2 separate regions of the Mus musculus genome follow, and region 2 is linked to region 1. The links are chromatin contacts, called in public promoter capture Hi-C maps. All regions are on one chromosome and are shown on one strand. Each heading gives the region's core, a stretch centred on a gene start, on an enhancer-like site or on the middle of the called end of the contact. The rest is flanking DNA. Distances are from core to core; before and after follow the strand shown. Region 1 holds the start of Col5a2 (collagen, type V, alpha 2). Region 2 holds the start of Col3a1 (collagen, type III, alpha 1).

Region 1 (2,700 bases), core at 48-2,547:
CATAGGGGAAACAAAACAAAACAGTAACCAAGCAAGATATGCCTTAAAAGAAAAGAAAATAGAAGGAACGGGGGAAGAGAAGAAGAAAGGGAGAAAGGAAGGGTCTAAGGGGAAAGTCCTTCTTAATACTCTGTTCCAAGTAGAATTTCCTGCCTTCATCCATCCACCCAGGAACCATGCTGTCCTGATAATCAAGTCAGTAGGGTGGGAAAGCACAGAAATTTAAGAAATCTGGTTTCTATCAGAGTCTGTCATGGAGAAATAAACTTGACTCCCTCTCTGTAGGCAAACCCGATTTTAAGATCAGAGATGAAAACTTTAGGAGGGGAGGATAAAGAGCAAAGACAAAGGAAATTCCGAACTATCGGATTTGCCTGCTGGAGAGGTTTTTCTAAACAAAGACTTTCATGAAGCTGCTGAAGTTCACACAGGAAAGACTCCACCCTGCCCAGCTTCTGCTGCAGCGGCTTTCCCTGCTTGGAAAGCGCCTGCCCACAGGACAGACCTCTAACTAAAAGTGCCTCCGGGGCTCCGTTTTAAGCACTCTTGTTTTCTTTTAAACGTCCCACTCTTACATTCCGGCAAAAAAAAAAAAAAAAGACTGGTGATATCCTGGCTCTTACAGGATGTCAGAAGCCCACTTTTTGCCAGGGCACGCACAGAAGCTCCGGATTTGCAAATGTGCCTAGTCTCCAGAGCCAAGCTACAAATCCTAGAGCCCCCTTCTCAAACTTCAAACCAGAGTCTTCTCTTTATCCTCTTCCTGAAGCTTAACATTCCATCTAGTTCCCAAACCAAGCCATAAACACCATAAGCAAAGCAAAAGGCAAACTCACCATTCTCTTGTTCCTGGGCTTTTATTGAGACACAGTACCCTAATAAAACAGAAAGAATGAGGAGAGGTCTTGCTCCCACCCAGTTTGCCATCATGTCTAAATATGAGACATGTGGGTCCTCCTGGGATCGAAGAGTAGATACTGAGGTCACTGTAGCACCATGAATTCCGCTGGGGGCTCTTTTTCAGCACCAGTCCCCGCGCTGCCTCAGTCTGTTTCAGCACCAGGTCCGGCACAGTCTGCGAAAACTTTTTTCAAGCGGTGCAGCTTTAAATAGGAAGAATGCTGCCTCCACTTCTTTTCCTGCCCCTTTCAGCTTGTTCAGGCTCATAACCATCCAGTGTCTGCCAAGCAACCGTCTGATTGATGGTAAACAACCAAATCAGAGCGCGCGCCTCTGCGACTTGAGTTTTCAGTGCTTCTTGTAGATTTTAAGCACAGAGGAAGCTTCTCAACAGAGACAAACTTTTATTTCTCCTTCTGTTTGAGTGTGTGTGTGTTTTCTTTTCTTCTTTTTTTAAAGAAAGCCTATTAGAAGGAGTCTGATCCACCCTCCCCAACCCTTCCCCAGACACACACCCACTGACTTTTTCCAGAGACACTAAAAAAACTTTAGGGAGGATTACAGCCTTTTAGTGGATTTTTTTTTCTTTTGCACTTAAATAATTCAGAATTCTCTTTGCCACTTAAGCCTTTAAAACGTCACTTTTTTAACCCTTTCTTTTGGCAATGGAGGAAGGATTCTTGTCCCAATTTTCATCCTCCTCCCTCTCCTATGCTCTGAGAAGATTGTGGAAGAAAGGAGGCAGAATATGGCCAATACAAAATGAACTTGAGATACTTTACATTGAGTTATTTCCACATCTTTTTAGTAGGCACATCTATACGTTCTCCTCGTCACAGAGCATGCTATTGTGTTAAAAAACAAATATGTTCACTAAGCTTGTGGAGGGAGGAAAACACACTGGTTTAAGTCTCAGAAAGGGTAGGTTCCAATATCAGATCTGCCAACTCACCAATTTTGTGAATTTATACATAGTCCTTAACTGTCCAAATTTTTTTGTTGTTGTTGTTAGAAAAGGGGCTTTGGCCTGACCAGTGTGCAGGATCTGGTGACACTAAACTGAGCAATATGCTGTTAACTAGATTCTAAATTACAAAGAGCTACATAAAAGTGAATGATGCTGTTATGAACCCCACACCAGCTTTCCACGGAATGTGGTAGTCCTAGCTGCATATTTCTGTAAAGAGCAAGGCATTAACTTTGTGTGCTACTCAAGCTTGACAGATTTAAACGCCCTCAGTGTTTTTGACAGTCTAATTCATTTGATAGTGTGCGTTCTGGGGGATCTGGATCAAGCCCCACATAACATGTCATGTGTGACTCAATTGTTCATAGTTACTCAGCACTGAACAGGTGCTCTGAGACACACTGAATAGAGGAAGGATTATGGCAGACTAGAAACAAAGTCAGCATCCATCACCTTTAAGGAACATGTGTATGCAAATGCTGAAAAAATATATCTACGTGAAACAAAAAAATACAAACAATATATACAGCTATGTGTGGAATTAACTAAACCCCAAATAAATGCAAAGAAAAGGGATAGTATAAATTAAAATAGGTATATGAGGCTTCATTTACTATTTAATTTCCTTAATAAAGAAATCCAAGATGCTTTAAATTGAGAGGTGGAACTAAACTCTGGAGAAGTTCCAAAAACAACTTTCTAGCCCTGTATCATTGAAAATAACTTGTCACCAAGACCTGCCTTTGTTTAGTGAATTCGTTCACCAACACACTGCTGTTCCCATGGCTGTCTTGCTCATACTTAATGAATGGGCTAAATAAGGAACAAAAATC
Region 2 (2,700 bases), core at 144-2,643, 190 kb before region 1:
AGAAGTTCTATTCCCTGCCTCTTCTGGCAGCTCTTCTCCAATCTGAAATCAGAAGATGCACAGGGGGTGGATTTTTGTCCTATTTTATTGCTTCTTGTCGCCAAAAGACATCACTTTTCTTCCTTGAACATCTCAGTGTGGGCTCTCTGTGAGCAGGGACACATGGAGGAAGACATAGCATTATCCATGCTTATAGCATTGATGTCTATAAAAACAGATTTTTAAAAATAGTATTATATATTAGGAAAGAGAAAATTATATATAAAAAATAATTCTAAATGAGATGGTTTTCCTAAAGAGGGAAGTTTTGAGCTGGATCATTAAGAAATAACATGAATTGATATAATGGGGTAAATTTTTAAGTGTGCATGCACAAAAAGGGAATATTTCTATGAGGTTAAGACTAAAGAAATAAATGCACATGGCCATGATTAGGATCAAAATGCCCACGATTGATTTTTAAAGATAAATGAAGGAATAAGGAAGTGAAGGATAGGGTATCAAGATATAAGTTGGTCATCATAATAAGGGTAACAAGTACATTTTTTCTACAGAGATTTAATCAGAGATATAGTGGTATTTATTCCTCAACTAGATCTAGAAATACATAGAAAACTCTTCAGATGAGGTCTTGGAACAGAAACATAGAAAATACTGATGTAGACATATTTGTAGTAATTATTACATTAGAAATTAGAAATTCTATTCCACACTTTGAACTTTCTCTTTTGTAGTTTCTTACAAGGACAAGACTTGAAAAGTTTGATTGCTTTTTTTTCTCTTTAGTAATGCCTGTTCTGATTTCTTTAGTAACACATAAACTGGAAATTTTACAAGGAAGCAGTCAGGGTTGCTAAAGAAATTCGTGAGAAATAGAGCAAGGGGAACAGTAACAGATAAGAGTCTCAATATCTCTTCAAACATAGCTCAAAGACAGTTTTGTGACAATTGCCTCCAGTCTAACATTTGGAATGCAGAGTGGGTGGTGAGTTCAGGGCCTTCAGAGGATTTTCCTTTATAGTCTCTTACAGTTTCCTGTTAAAATTGAGTCAGGATGGACTCTGGCAAAACTCAAAGTATCAGAGTCTTCTAGAAAGATAAAATTTACAAAATGACCATGCCGGAGAATGGGAGTCAAAACACTTTTTCAAATTCAGACAGTTTTTACTGTTTCAGAGGGAAATTTAAAAACACACAAACAATTGTTGTAGGCTATCACAAAGCACATTCCTATGTGTTTCTGTCATGCAAATATGTATTTAAGACTAATGCATGTTATAAACATATGCATAGGCTGATGTACACATGCTCCAGATGTGCTGTTTCTGTGTCTGTGGGTTGTGTCCTCTACACACAGGGAAAAATATATTAATCATTGCTTTTACTGCTGAGGGGATGGGTTCTGCTCTCATATTTCAGAAAGGGGCTGGAAAGTGAGGGAAGCCAAACTTTTTCCTATTTAAGGCCAGAGCAGAGGGAAGCGAGCGGCTGAGTTTTATGACGGGCCCGGTGCTGAAGGGCAGGGACAACTGATGGTGCTACTCTGAGCTGCTTCTTCCTCTCTCCTCTTTTGCACAAAGAGTCTCATGTCTGATATTTAGACATGATGAGCTTTGTGCAAAGTGGAACCTGGTTTCTTCTCACCCTTCTTCATCCCACTCTTATTTTGGCACAGCAGTCCAACGTAGGTAAGTAGGTACCGATTTGAACAGGCTTTCTGGGTTAATTTTGCCTTAACTTCTTACAAAGGGTAAGATAGTGGGAAAATCAGCCTCCTAAGAATTTCCTGTCTAGCCTCTGACTGTGGAATGTTTTGTTAACCTTAATTTTGTTTTCTATATTTGATTTTTTTAAAAGTTAATGTACATGTATAATATTCTCTAGTTGTTTAAGGTAAAAACTGTTCTTAAATTAACTTGATTTCATGTTCACCTTTTAAAAAATGTTTTAAAGTACTCCCCTCCTGCATTGTGAACATCTTGGCATGCTCCCAGGCCATCTGGAATTTATTGGTCTCTTGTAATAATTTCATGTTCTCCTTTGTACACTGCTCTCTTTACAAAGATAGGATATTTAGCCATGTTTTTCAAAAGAATGCACTAGAAATGTCTCTGAAATGAATAACCCTTAAGAAGATACTAGAAAATAAATAGAATCCCTTATGTATTTCTGTAAAACTATAAATGTGGACTATCTATGGACCTTCCAGAAATGAGCCCAGGCTGCAAAAACGTGTCATTGTTTCTGTTTTTATTGCATTCCATGATTGCACACATTCAATGTGCTCAGAGTTTGCCAAAAGTTGTTTTATGTTCTGTTTAGCTGGATTTCCATTACTGAAGATAACATAATTTAACAGGAATATTTTTGCTTTCCTCCAAACAAGGTAAAGATACAAGTTTTGCTCAAAAAGGCAGACTTGAAATAGTTTTGGTAGCCAAATGTAATGATCTTTATTTTCTTGTGCCCCAAATTAAAAGCAACTGTCTCATTATTTACTTAAATACTTTTAAAAATGCATATGTTCCTTGTCATCATGAAAATTTGGGGTGCACACTTTTTTCAAAATAATTGTGTTGATGTAAATCTTATCTGTGGCTAAAAGAAGTTGCTAGCAGTTCTTTTCATACATAATCAAACACGTTGGTATTTAAACCTTTAGTTTTAGCAAATGCTTCATGAGCATTCGTTTTTCCACTG

What was found. Promoter capture Hi-C pulls out the DNA fragments that hold promoters and counts their contacts.
Region 2: a promoter capture Hi-C map of 3T3-L1-derived adipocytes shows a contact between it and region 1, with 7 times the contacts expected there. The contact joins the promoter of Col3a1 here to the promoter of Col5a2 in region 1. A contact is called at or near these places in 15 of 39 promoter capture datasets (the 3T3-L1 cell line, 3T3-L1-derived adipocytes, cranial neural crest and 8 more), 3 of 484 Hi-C or Micro-C datasets (myocytes and uterus) and 1 of 9 other capture datasets (adipose tissue).

The regions. Positions count from the first base shown.
Region 1 is chr1:45,501,985-45,504,684 of GRCm38.p6, forward strand. It overlaps Col5a2 (collagen, type V, alpha 2), which reads right to left and starts at 1,298. Exons shown (of 54, transcript NM_007737.2): 1 at 837-1,298. The coding sequence starts at 930.
Region 2 is chr1:45,310,145-45,312,844 of GRCm38.p6, forward strand. It overlaps Col3a1 (collagen, type III, alpha 1), which reads left to right and starts at 1,394. Exons shown (of 51, transcript NM_009930.2): 1 at 1,394-1,688. The coding sequence starts at 1,604.